Linked DNA regions of Mus musculus: region 2 is linked to region 1. A link is a contact called in public promoter capture Hi-C data. All regions are on one chromosome and are shown on one strand. The core of a region is the stretch at or near the end of the contact, and the rest is flanking DNA. Distances in the headings are between cores, read along the strand shown.

What was found. Capture Hi-C pulls out chosen DNA fragments and counts their contacts.
Region 2: a contact with region 1 is called in a promoter capture Hi-C map of adipose tissue. The contact joins two enhancer-like sites. A contact is called at or near these places in 1 of 39 promoter capture datasets (pre-B cells), 2 of 115 datasets of contacts at active chromatin or transcription factors (embryonic stem cells and pancreatic cancer cells) and 2 of 9 other capture datasets (adipose tissue and liver).

What each region holds. Positions count from the first base shown.
Region 1 is chr1:135,347,638-135,354,167 of GRCm38.p6, reverse strand. The region is part of intron 1 of Lmod1 (leiomodin 1 (smooth muscle)); the gene reads right to left. Among named protein-coding and RNA genes, the nearest start is that of Shisa4, 24 kb to the left of the region's middle. Within about 2 kb of position 1,952, at least 27 of the 459 cell types and tissues checked have an H3K27ac peak or open chromatin away from gene starts, as enhancers often do. A contact at or near this core is called in adipose tissue, where this site is marked.
Region 2 is chr1:135,461,926-135,468,489 of GRCm38.p6, reverse strand. Nav1 (neuron navigator 1) reads left to right here. Exons shown (of 30, transcript NM_173437.2): 9 at 701-849; 10 at 2,481-2,651; 11 at 3,732-3,784; 12 at 4,552-4,575; 13 at 4,691-4,768. Among named protein-coding and RNA genes, the nearest start is that of Mir1231, 11 kb to the right of the region's middle. Within about 2 kb of position 1,384, at least 94 of the 459 cell types and tissues checked have an H3K27ac peak or open chromatin away from gene starts, as enhancers often do. A contact at or near this core is called in adipose tissue, where this site is marked.

The DNA of each region.
Region 1 (6,530 bases), core at 703-3,202:
CCCAGCACTAGGGAGGCAGAGGCAGGAGCATCTCTGTGAGTTTGAGGCCAGCCTGGTCTACAGAGTGAGTTCCAGGACAGCCAGGGCTATACAGAGAAACCCTGTCTCTAAAACAAAATAAAAGAAATAAACAAATAAAAACCCCGAAGCCAGTTAGATGATGGCCAAGTAGATTAAGGTGCTCGCCCCCAACCCTGCTGACCTGAGTTAAAATTTTCAGGATGTAGAAGAAGGTGAGAGCCAAACTCCTGAAAGTTGTCTGTATGACTTCCTATGTGATCTCCATATGTGTGCCATACATAGCACACTTGTTCACACAGAAAACACAAATACATAAAATGTAATGTGCTCGCTTCAGCAACGCACACCCTAAACTTGGACCGATACAGAGAAGATTAGTGCCCCCCAAACCCCCGTGCAAGGATGACATACAAACTTGTTCCATGTTTTAAAAAATACAATACAATAAAATGTAATAAAAGAGATTTCCTTTTGGGCTGGTGAGATGGCTCAGCAGGTAAGAGCACCCGACTGCTCTTCCGAAGGTCCGGAGTTCAAATCCCAGCAACCACATGGTGGCTCACAACCATCCGTAACAAGATCTGACTCCTTCTTCTGGAGTGTCTGAAGACAGCTACAGTGTACTTACATATAATAAATAATAAATAAATCTTTGGGCTGGTGAGATGGCTCAGCGGGTAAGAACACTGACTGCTCTTCCGAAGGTCCTGAGTTCAAATCCCAGCAACCACATGGTGGCTCACAACCATCCGTAATGAGATCTGATGCCCTCTTCTGGTGCGTTTGAAGACAGCTACAGTGTACTTACATATAATAAATAAATAAATCTTTAAAAAAAAGTTTAAATAAATAAATCTTTAAAAAAAAGAGAGATTTCCTTTTAAGGTTTTAGGATAGAGAGATGGCTCAGTAGTTCAGTGGTTAGATGATTGCTTTTGCAAAGGACCCCAGTTCAGTTCCCAGCGCCCACGTGGAGGCTCTCAACCATCTGTAACCCCAGCTCCAGAGGACCCCACACTCTCTTCTGACTTCCTTAGACACAGTGCACCCACGCACGTGCAGCAACTCACACATACACCTAAAATAAAGTCAGCTAAACCTTCAGCACAAATCAGACCTGAAGGGTGGAGAAAGTCAAAAGAGGGCAGGAAGCTGGATAGGAAGAAGGGATGGACAGAAGTCGTGGGAGGCATGAATATGGTCAAAACTCACTGAATGAAATTCTTAAAGAACTGACACAGATAAATAAATAAAATTTGAAATTCAGAACCAGAAATACAAGTCAATGACTACCAGAAGCTACGGAATGCTAATGCCTCTGTGCCTGGGGAGGCCACAGATCGGAAAAACATGTTCATTAGCTCTCTCTCAGGCTGGCCCAGGGTCTTGAAATGTAGCCCCAGCTAACCTCAAATTCAAAATCCTCCTTCCAAATGCTGGGAACACAGTCCTGGCTCAGAGCTACAACCCCCAAGCCTTACTCTGGTGCTGGTTAGGCCCGGTAGAGGTGACCTGCTTGTATGGTAGATGTGGCCAGGGCAAGCCAAGCCAGGGGTAAGATAGGAGGACATCCTGCAGAGGGGCCAGGGGAGAACGAAACTCCTCTCCATCCTGAGAGACACTCAGGGCTCTGCCCAGCCACTAGCTCTCCCATAAGCTTAGGTCCATAGGACAGACATTGAAGGCCCAGGGTATAAGGACCCTGATCAGTCTGTACCTCTGCTGAATGGTTGCATCTAGGTTTGGACTAGGCTAGATCAATGCCAGGTGGGAGGGTAGAACAAGGTTCCTGTGTTAAGACTTTCTAGAGTCCACAAAGAGAAGCCTTCTTGCTTCTGTGGCTTCTTTTCTTCCCTCTCCTGTAACCTTGAAGACGGCTGAAGCAGAGGAAGGATGTAGAAGCCAAGAGGCAGCTAAGCCAGCCAGGCTAGTCCCCAGAGACTGCCCAGCACTGATGTTCCTTAAAGGAATGCAATAAACAAGGAAGCCTGTCCCACTGGGCCAGAAGTGGGAGACGGGGGAGGAGCTGACGGCCATTTTATTCTCCATTTTTACCACTTTTCCCAAAGGACTGCACAGCTGGAAAGAGACCAAATTTGTTTTCCAAACCATAGGTTTTTCAGCTTCAGGCTAAGATCTTTGTCTGTCTTAGTTAGGGTTTTACTGCTGTGAGCAGACACCAAGACCAAGGCAACTCTTTTAAGGACAACATTTAATTGGGGCTAGCTTATAGGTTCAGAGGTTCCATCCATTATCATCAAGGTGAGAACCTGACAGCATCCAGGCAGGCATGGTTCAAGGAGAGCTGAGAGTTCTACATCTTCATCTGGAGGCTGCTAGTGAAAGACTGACTTCCAGGCAGCTAGGATGAGGGTCTTAAAGCCCAGGCCCATAGTGACACACCTACTTCAACAAGGCCACACCTTCTAATAGTGCCACTCCCGCAGGCCAAGCATATCAAACCATCACATTGTCCCAGCTCTGTCCTCCACTAATGACTTTTTCTAGTGCTTTCCTCTGGAACACTACTCTATAAATGTCATCTTTCCAAAGAAAGCTTACTTTTCTCAGTCTTAAATTCTCACCCAGCTCATCACCAGTACTCTAGTTGTTGAGGAATCTGTAGACTGGAACACTTAAAAGCTGTAATCCCAACACTGGGGAAGGAGGAGGATCAACGTAAGTTCATGGCCAGCCTGGTCTACGTAGCAAGTTCTGGGTTAGCAGGGCTACACAGCAAGACCCTGTCTCTAAGACGCAAGCATAAAGAAGGACACATACGTTCTGCTAAATGGAGGAGATCACCCAAGAAATGGGGACATCTCATGAATGTCAACTCATCATTCCCTTTTTCTTTCAAGACAGAATAACATCCTATCGGATGTATTAAACCATCCTGTTGGCTGGACCATAGGGGGTCTCCAGCATCTCTGCACAGTTGCTGGGTCTCTCTCTCTCTCTCATTGCCTCTTTAGTCCCATTCCCCTCTATCCCCTGCAGAGAATCTTCTCTGCAGTCCAGAAAGGATCAAGAAGCCAGCTGTAGGATTTTCTACTGTCCTGTGTCACACCTGCAAATTCCCCTCCTTGATCCTCTCCTCCCCCTTCTCCCCCTCCCTTACCCTCCCCCTCTTCCTGCCCTGAGACCCAGGCTAAGCTTACCATCTCTCCTCCCTCTGAATCCTTCCCTCCTGGCTCCTCCTCTCACTCTCTACATGCTCACATCCCCCTGTAAATCTATTTCCAACCTACATTTCTATCCAAGATCCACCCTGCCTCTAACTTCTTCAGAGAGTCTCACATTTTCCGCCGAAGACCAACACAGTCCTGTCTCCCCCTCAGCACCCAGGCGGGGGCAGAGGGACCGAACCACAGAAGTTAGTTTTGCCAGATCGCTCTTGTTGCCAAAGCAGGTTTCCATCTTTGAGATTTTATTTTACTTAAATACTATTAATAGTGTGCGCACATCTGAATGATGCGTGTGGGCTCCTGTGCCAAGGCACACATGGAGGGCGGACCCACCTTTCAGGAGCAGCTTTTCTCCTTCCACCTTTACATCCTAGGATGGGATTCAGTCACCAGGGTCACCTGGCAAGGTGACCTCTCCCTGGCCCAGCATCTCTGTCTTTTATTCCTTGTCTTCCTTGATTGCACAGGGAACATTTGGCAGGGACCAGATCTTCTTTGTAGCATGCATTCTTCCCTCTATCTCCATCCATGGTTTTCTTTTGCTTTAGCATCCTCTTCAGCCTCCCTCAAAGGAGTCTCTTCCTCTAGTGGATATGTAAGACCCCCGAAACTGGGGAGACCTCCCCTCAAGTCCCGGGATGAGCTGGCTGGCACCCCAGTAACTCGAGAGAAAACCACACCTGATGCAAACTGCAAGAGGCTTTATTGTCAGCTAGCTGAGGACGAACTCCTTTTGCCACGCAGGGTAGGGGAGTTTGACCCCGATCTCATAGATACACTAACAACAGTGTTGCCTGATCAAATTTCACATTCCCACTTTCTTTCCTGGTAACTTAGCCACCCTCGGTCACATGTGTGTGTGTGTGAGATATATCTATATCTATCTATCTATCTATCTATCTATCTATCTATCTATCTATCTATCTATCTATATCTCATATATGTAATAAATCATATATATGATTTATTTCATTTTTTATTCATGAGTGTTTCGCCTGCATGTATGTATGTGCCACATCTCTGGGAAGGACTTCTGAATCCCCCGGAATACAGTTACATATGGTTGTGAACCACCATGCCTGTGCTAGGAAGAGAATCTAGGTTCCCTTGCAAAAGCAACAAGTGCTTTTACCCCCTGAGCCATCTCTCCAGCCCCTGTTCACTTGTATTCTATGTTTCAATGTCTCACAAAGCTCTGTCTCTGGGCCACACGGCACTGCAGATCCAGACCTTGTACTTAATAGTTTAGTGACCGTCTTGGTCTGTGTACCCTAAGTACCTCAAAGCATGGACCCATCAGCTCTTGCCTCCCTACGTACTGTGTGCCCCACACAGTAGGTGTGGGGTTCCTCCATACATCTATTGTTGGGCTCTGCTGGAAAAGGAGAGGTGAACTGGTGGTCATGTGGGTCTCTGTAGTCATTTTCCCTTCTGCCCAACCAGAGGTCCAAAGGCAGGAGACTGGAAAACCATCCTATTTCATACCAAAGTTCTGTATTCCCTCATCTCCGCCATACAGGTATTATGTTCCATAACACTTCTCTTGGTTCAGGCTATCCTTCCTCTCACAGGGTTAGGGTGACAGCCTTGTCCCCAGGAACAGGGTACTGTAGCCACTAGGCCTTTCTGAGGTCACACCTCTCAGGTCACCTCTTTGCTTAAGTATGTCAGTGACTGCCCAGCTGCCCTCAGGGTCAGATGTAGACAGCTGGCCTCTTCCCTGACCGGTGCTGACTAGGACCCTTTCAGGGCCTGCCTGTCCTTCCTCCTCAGCTCAGCTCTGCTCTGCCTCAGGTTGGAGGCGCTAGGCCTTTGCAGGACTCTTCCCACCCTTTCCCAAGCTCCTCCCCTTTCTCCCTGGTGAGCTCTGGCTGGCAGGAGAAGGGGTCAGTCTAGGCTTGTTATTCAGGGCAGTACTTTGGAATATGACACAAGGTAACAACGTCACTGTTTTTTTTCCAATAGATGTTTAACATCTGAAGTACTTTTATGATGGGGGAATCTCATCAACAAAAAGTTGAGTTATTCACTAAGACAGAAAATTATCATTGGATAGCTTAATCCATAGAAAAAAAAATAAAATTCAGGAGTTGGAGGGATGGCTTAGCTTGTTAAAAGTTCAGTTCCCAGAACTCACATTAGGCTGCTAGTTTACACCTGTCTACATTTAAAGTCACCTGAACTCATGTGGGCAGGCCTACACACATATACATAAATAAAAAATTAATAAACATAAATCTAAAACCTAAAGCCTGCTAGGTATGGTAGTATGTACCTGAAATCTTGGTACTTAAGAGGCAGGAGGATCACAAATCTAGGGCTAGCCTGGACTACATAGGATGACCCTGTCTCAAAAAAACAAGACTTGGAGTTGATGTAAACATAAATTCAACTTGTATTCACCTTCCAGGTAATCTCCTGGTATATGATGCTGTGGGATCCTGAGAAAAATGGTCTTCGTTGGCCACATAGGCAAGAGTCCATGTGCATCTGTGCCTGCCTTGCCTCTGGAAGTGATGGGAGGGACCAGGAGTGATGTGATGTACAAGCTCGGGTGGCTGAGCTCTTAAAACATGTCATCTGTTGGCACCTTCTGCTAAAGGGGTTGGGGACCCTTGACTGCTCGAAGTTTGAGGAGTCAGGATTTCCAAGTCACTGAGTGTTGAATGGGGGAGGTGTCCTGGCTTGGAGGGGCAAATCTGCCAGAGGCACCAAAAGAGAAAGCTCTCTCTCTCTCTCTCTCTCTCTCTCTCTCTCTCTCTCTCTCTCTCTCTCTGGCCTCCCTCCTTCCTCAGAGCCTCTGCATTCTAGGGCTGGTGAGAGGTGCAAGGTGAGCTGCGGCCTTGCTGGCACCCTTTCAAGCCAGCTGTTCTGGTTTCCATTTGAGATGCCTGAAAGGGTTGCAGCCTGGGCCTGCAGTCTATGTGGCAGACTTTCTATGTCCTTGGAGGGGCAGCTCCATTGTTTTGCCAACTGGTCTGGTGACTCACCCTGGGTAGCTCGTTGCAAGCCCCATTTTTGGAGAAACCAGGAAATCTCTTTGGAGAGACAAACAAGCCACTTGAGCACTCTGGGAAAAGCTTGCATGCTACTTTCTGCCTTATCATTCAGCGGAGACCCAAAGCTGAGCAAGCCTGGAAACATTGTAAAGATTTACTTAAAAGTAAGCTATTTGTCTCAGAGTGCCGGGTCCCTCTTGAGTCCCTGGGGATCTTGGGGGGAGGGTGGCAGGAGGAACATGCAGTCCTCTTGCTGCCTGGAGCTGTTTGAGCAGAGCTCTGGCTCCCACCCAGCCACCCTCCTGCCTTTTCTAAACAAAGC
Region 2 (6,564 bases), core at 135-2,634, 110 kb before region 1:
TCAGCAACTCTTATAGAGGAAAACATTTAACTGGGGCTGGCTTACAGTTCAGAGGTTTAGTGCATTATCATCAAGGCAGAAAACATATCAACATGCAGGCAGACATAGTGCTGGAGGAGGAGCAGAGAGTTCAGCAGGCCTTAGAAACCAAGTGAGCCACAGTGGGCCTAGCTGGAGCATCTGGGACCTCAAAGACTACCCCTAGTGGCACACTTCCTCCAACTTCACACCCACTCCAATAAGGCCACTCCTAATAGTGCTACTCCCTGTGAGCCTCTGGGGGGCCATTTACATTCAAACCACCACAGTTGTCCAAAGTTACCACAGCCCTATGAACTGCCTCGATGCAGTTCATCCCCTCACAGGGGACTTCTGAGACCACGCACATAGGCAAGGGACAGGGGGTGTGGATCCTCCACTGTCAGATACCACTGACTTGGATACATGGGGACATGTGTCACCTGCCTCCATGTGGCACCATAGAGCCCTGCTCTGTGGAGGAATTTCTAAAACCTCCATCCACCCTGTCCCCTTCAGGAGCTTTCAGGGGACAATCCTGGGTTGCCTCCGACCGATCCTCCTTTTCCTTGTCCCTCTTCCAAAGTCCCCTCCTACCCCTAGCTTAGCCATCCCTCACACAGCCAAACCTCTGATGTCACTTTGTAGCAGCTCAGACTGTGTCTCTTTGCTACTTCTTCAGGTACCAGCTTCAGTCCCAGGAGGAGACCAAGGAGAGGCGGCACTCCCACACTGCCGGTGGGCTTCCAGAATCCGACGACCAGGCAGAGCTGCCATCCCCCCCTGCTCTCTCCATGTCCTTGAGTGCAAAGGGCCAGCTTACCAACATAGGTCAGTATCTGCAGTCATTCACTGTGGCAAGAGATGAGGCGGGGCTCACCCTGCAGAGTGAGTGAGGCAGCAAAACAACTAGGCATTTTGGCTCCTGTTGTAGTGGGGTTGCTTCATGGTGCCTCAGTTTACCAACCCAAACTAAAGATGAAGGCAAAGTGTTCCAAGGTCTTAGACTAAAAGGTTGTCCCTGGACACAGCTATAGGGTCCTGATGGCATCAGAGGGTCTGAATGACAAGCAGGGCAATCCATACACTAAGACCCTGAGCTTAAGAAAGTCCATGACAGTACTGTCCCGGGCAGCTGCTGGGAGGGCAATACCAACCTATGGGTTTGGTGAGCTGAAGACAGACAAGGGTTGATTGTAGAGTGAAGTCTGTCACCAGAAAAGTCCAGCTCTACCAACTGCTCGGGCTGAGCCCAGGCTATCTCAGCCCTAAAGGCAGGCTGACTAAGACACGCCCTAGACACACCACACCCTCTTTAAAGCCTTTGGAGAGAAGGAAGTGGCTCTGTGACTCAGACGGGATGGGAAAACAGGCTACAGGAGGAGGGGCTGGCTCCAGCTCAGGCCCACACCAGCCCTGGTTCTGGGAAGCACTGTGCCATGACTGGTTTAATAGGAATCTCTTTAGACTAGGTCTGGAGTAGACCTGCCATTTGCTTGCTGTATCTCTTAAGTCCATCTCTCCTCTCAACTAAGGGGGGTAGGGAGGGGGGAAGCAGGTTTTGGGTTGGTTTTTGTTTTGTTTTGTTTTTTCCCCAAAGAGGACTTGTAACATCTTTCGATGCAGGGACTGTGGGGAATTTGAAGAAAACTAGGAATGGGGGTCCTTTATGCCTAAGGAAGAGTCATTTGGCTTCTGTGGGCTTATCAGCCTGTTTTCTGTCTCCATTAAAGGCCAAACAAGAATAAAAGCCATTCATGCTGTCGAATGAGGGACTGGGCTAAACAGTAACGATCTTACTAGTTCCTGAGGGCCAAGACAGAGGGGTGACTTCTTCTCCCCAGGTCTTTGTAGGCAGGGAGGGTGAACACCCACATACCTGCATGGAGGCAAGAGGTCCGACAGGGGAACACCACAGGCTCTGACCCCTGAAAGGCATCCATCTAGCAAGGGAAAGTGGGGTTGGCCTCTGTGGTTGACCCATTTCACAGGTGTGGATTCCGTAGCCTCTCTGAAGCCTGGTTTGTTTCCTCACTTGGATCTGAGTCTTGGTCTGAGTTCTCAGTCCACCCCTAAGACAGCTTGTGTTTTTGAGAACCGCACATCCCATTTTCATCAGCACATCCTGGTGATGTGAAGGTTTCGGGAAAGTGGCCAGGCCCCCAGCCTAACCTTCAAAAGCAACCACTCCAAGGCAGTCAAGCATTCAAGGAAGATCCTTAGTACAGACCATGGAGTCCTTCTCCATCAGGGCCCAACCTTCCCAGGAGGGGCCACTCCTAACCTCCAGCTGCTTGCACACCCCCACGGCCCCACCTACTGCTCCTTCCTCTCCTCCCTTCTTCCCGTTTGCCTTTCAATGACTCCTGCTCCGTCCCCACAAGGGACCAGAGAGCTGATGACCCTGCCTCTTTTCCTGCCTCCCCCTCCCACGCCCCTCCCCCTCCCCTCTGTCCTTCCAGTGAGTCCCACTGCGGCCACCACGCCAAGAATCACCCGATCCAACAGCATCCCCACCCACGAGGCGGCCTTCGAGCTGTACAGCGGCTCCCAAATGGGGAGCACCCTGTCCCTGGCCGAGAGACCCAAGGGAATGATTCGGTCAGGATCCTTCCGAGACCCCACGGATGATGGTGAGACTTCGTGCTAGCGCGGTTCACGCTCATTCCAGCTCTGCTGGGTCCCCTCACCCACCGCCACCTCCACTGCCACCACTGCCACCACCACACACATACATAGATTTCACAGGACATCAACTTGGGCCATTTCAGTTCTGTCTTCCCATAACTTTGAAGGGTCTGGGGGCCCAGAAACCTTGGGTGGCACCACCTAGCACTGGGGTCTGGGGTCGGAGCATCTACCAGTGGGGCCCAGGGAAGGGAAATCGAGATTTGGAAGGGTTGGATGTGACTCCTCAGGCGCTCTGAGACTAGAGCTGTCCTCCCTGTTCTAAGAGTGGTCTTTCTTCTCCACAGTCTCTCAGAAGAGATAACGGGGACAAAAAAATGGTAGCTCATAAATCCATACAAACAACTAGGCATCTCAGCCCTCTTTCTAGAATGCTCCAAAGACTAGCTCCCAGGCTGGCCCTGGGATTGTTGGTGTTAATCTGGGTGTTAATGGGAGACCTGGCCATGGGGTTCAGGAGACCTCCATTATTCTTCTCAGGGCGCATCCCTGATATGTGTGGGTTCTGTTAGTGCTTGCAGTGGGTTCTGCTGTGTTCACCACTTAATTTTTCCCCCGACCTGAGTGGTCCTCAGGCTCCTAGACTAGCACTACAAGGCTGAGGAGAGGAGGCCCGGGCGGGATTGTGGTACTGGTTCTGAGCAGCTCTGACAAGGAACTCATCCCTTTCTACAGCTTAAAGTGCTTTCTTGGGTGAGCAGACCAGATGCTGACTACCCATGAAAATCTCCTTTCCCTCTCTCTGGACCCCCATGCTCCTCAGGGAGGTTGAGCGAGAGACTACCAAGGCCCAGGCTGTCAGGGAAAATAGATGAAAAGGGGAGGCTGTCTGTATTCAGGACCATATCCTCGGATTCTCGCCTACTGTGGGCTGTTGGGATATGAACTGGTGCCCTGTGTTATTCGCTCTGTTTGCTCCAGATGCCCTCCGGAGTCTGAGTCCAGACTCCTGCTTTAGGCTCCTCCCAGGAACTTCTGGGCCCTGGAGCCCCTTGCTAACCTTCTGTGCTCTCCTTCTCTTTCAGTTCATGGCTCGGTGCTGTCTCTGGCCTCCAGTGCTTCTTCTACCTACTCCTCAGTAAGACCATTAATGCCCCTTCCCGTGAGCCCTGCCCCTCAGTGAGACCATCAATGTCCTTTCCCCGGGAGCCCCCCTCCCCATTCCACCTTCCCTCGGACCTCCTTTGGTTGGGTAACTGGATGGGGATGGGTACCTATCATCGCTACCCTCGCTGGCCATGGGAGTGGGCGTAGTGGGTAGCACCTAGAGCTTGGAACACTCCGATGAGTACCTTGGAGCCTCTGTTCTTTCTGGCCTTGCCACCAACTCCCAAGCAACTCTGGTGTTTTTTTCCCTCCTTTGAAAAGTAAAGATCTCCTTGTTACAGCCTCCTTTCCCTGCCATGGGATTTGGGCAGTGTTTCTAGCACCCAAGATGAATAGGTCCCCAAGACTCTAGAGACCCCAGTAATGTACAGAATTGACCAAATGTCTACAGCCTTTGGCTTTCAGATCTCTTGACTCGTAGGTTTGTTTTAACCTTCATTCTTTCCTCCTTCATGGTGCTAACAGTCACGGTTTGCTTTCAGACCAACCAGCTTCATTCTCTAGCCTTCTCGGCAAGGACCAGGTTGGCTAAAGATGAGCACCCGAGAGGAGCCTAGTACTTAAACCTGAATGTAGCTCTGAGGAGCCAGGGCCAGGGGGACTCTCCTCTCTGCATCTGTCAATCATGCTTCTTCCAGTCTCTGCCCTGACATTTGGGCCCCGGCTTCTGCGCCGGTTCTCCATAGTAACCACCTGCTTTTTCTGTCTCTCTCTCTCCTTCTGTGCCCACTTCTCCAGGCTGAGGAGAGGATGCAATCTGAGGTAGGATACAAAGCCTTTGTCTCTGCTTCTTTAACACCGCCACACACTCCGATTTCAGTCTTAGTAATCTACCTCTGCCGTCAGCAGCTTGTCTCTCTCTCTCTTCCTTTCGCAGCAAATTCGGAAGCTTCGTAGGGAGCTGGAGTCGTCCCAGGAAAAGGTGGCCACCCTGACATCTCAGCTGTCTGCCAACGTGAGTACCCAAGCAGGATGAGACCTGGCTCCTGTTAAACCAGGCAGTGCGGGAAAGCGGTCTGACCGAGTCTGCCCTGGCCTGAGATCTCTGGGGAGAAGGTTGTATTCACGGCTCTAGAGCAGAAGATTTGGGGACTGTCCTTCAATTTTTCTGAGCCTTCATTCAGAACCATTTTTTCCCACCTTAATTCATTGATATGGCTGAGTTGGTGTCTGGTAACCTTTGACCTTCCTAACGAAAGCAGAGACCGTGGTTCTGCAGGGAGGCAGAAACAACCTTGCCATTGGCCATGGACAAAAGTCACAATTCATTTTAATTACCGAGCCCTCGATCGTTTCCACTGCCCTAGGGTGTGTTTTTCTCTTTATTGATGCCACACAACTGAACAGGCTCAGAGCCGGTTATTAGAATTCTGTCTGGGGACCACGAGGCCGGCCGGCTCAAGTCCAACTCCATCCTAGCAACCTGTGGAGTTCACCGTTGGCTCTGCCTCTATTCTGCCATTGATCTGAGCTGAGCTTCCTTCATCTTTGGAGCCAACATCCTTCATTTCTGCATCTAACCCACCTCCGTATGGCCACTTAGAGTGACTACCTTCCTCCTGACCTTAGTTTTTCTGTTCTGAGAGATGAGGAGGAACACACCTACCTCATCTAACTCCACTGTGGGCAGTTCCTCTCCTGTGACCAAATTGCAAACAGAGAACATAAGAGCCATTTTCTCCCGTAGTTGTAAACAACAGCTGAGCTGGGTCTCCAGGAGCTCTCCAAGTGTTTGCACAAAAAATAACCGCGTCTGCAGTTTCCGCAGCGCTTTCTCCTCTTCTCTCTTCCCTTCCTCTCTGGGGAGCTCAGCTGCCAGGCCTGAGCCTAGCCTTGAAACCAGGTAGAGTTTTTGCGTGTTTCCAGTGAATTTCAGCGACAGCTCTCTTACCACATTGGCTGTCGTCTTTATTCTTTCTCCCAAGTCCTCAGTTCAAAAGTCCTGTATTGACTGGTTTGCTTGAAGCTCATATCAAACTTCAAACTCTCTGGGACCAAAAGAATTATAACAGAAACAAGAATGGTCCTGTACCCCACCAGTCAAGGCCAGTGGCCTAGGTCATGTCCTGCATACCCTAGGAAATTCATGTCTGGGAGATGTCGAAGGGGAGAGGCGCCAGGGAGGTGGAGAACAGCCAGGGAGGCAGAGGACATTATTATGCCTGATTCACTTACACTGCAATCTGTCAGCCATCGTGGCTGTCAGGGCTGGACTAGTTCCAGAAAATGAATTTAGAGGGTGAATTTTCTTAGGACAGGAAGTTCCATTTGGCCAAGAGAAAACAAACTAAAACACAGTTCTGGTGAGTTCTGAATCTAGAGTCAGGTTTTGGCCAAGGGTCCGAGCCCTTCCCTTCAGTGGGAGATGTGATGCCAGGCCCCAGAGCTCGACTTGGGATCCCTGATGTTGAACCAATCTTACACCGTGTTGGATGGTGCAGCCAAGCTGCTGACGATGACACACTTGGCCAGGAAGCGGCCCTGATCACTGTATTGCCTCTACAAAAGGACCACTTGGCCTAGAGTCCTACAGGCACCCTAACCTGAGGTTGGCCTCAGAGCAAGGTGCCATGGAGGAAAAGAGACGTAGGAAAGAAGAGAGAGGCAAGGCCAGTCCCTCAGAGGGGGAGATGTGCATGTAGAAATGAGTGAAGAGGCCAGGGCCACTCCAGGCTCTGAGTAGATTTTCAGGGAATATGAATAGGGGCCGGGGAGGTGGTGGTGGTGGTGGTGATCAGAATTCGGCCTGAG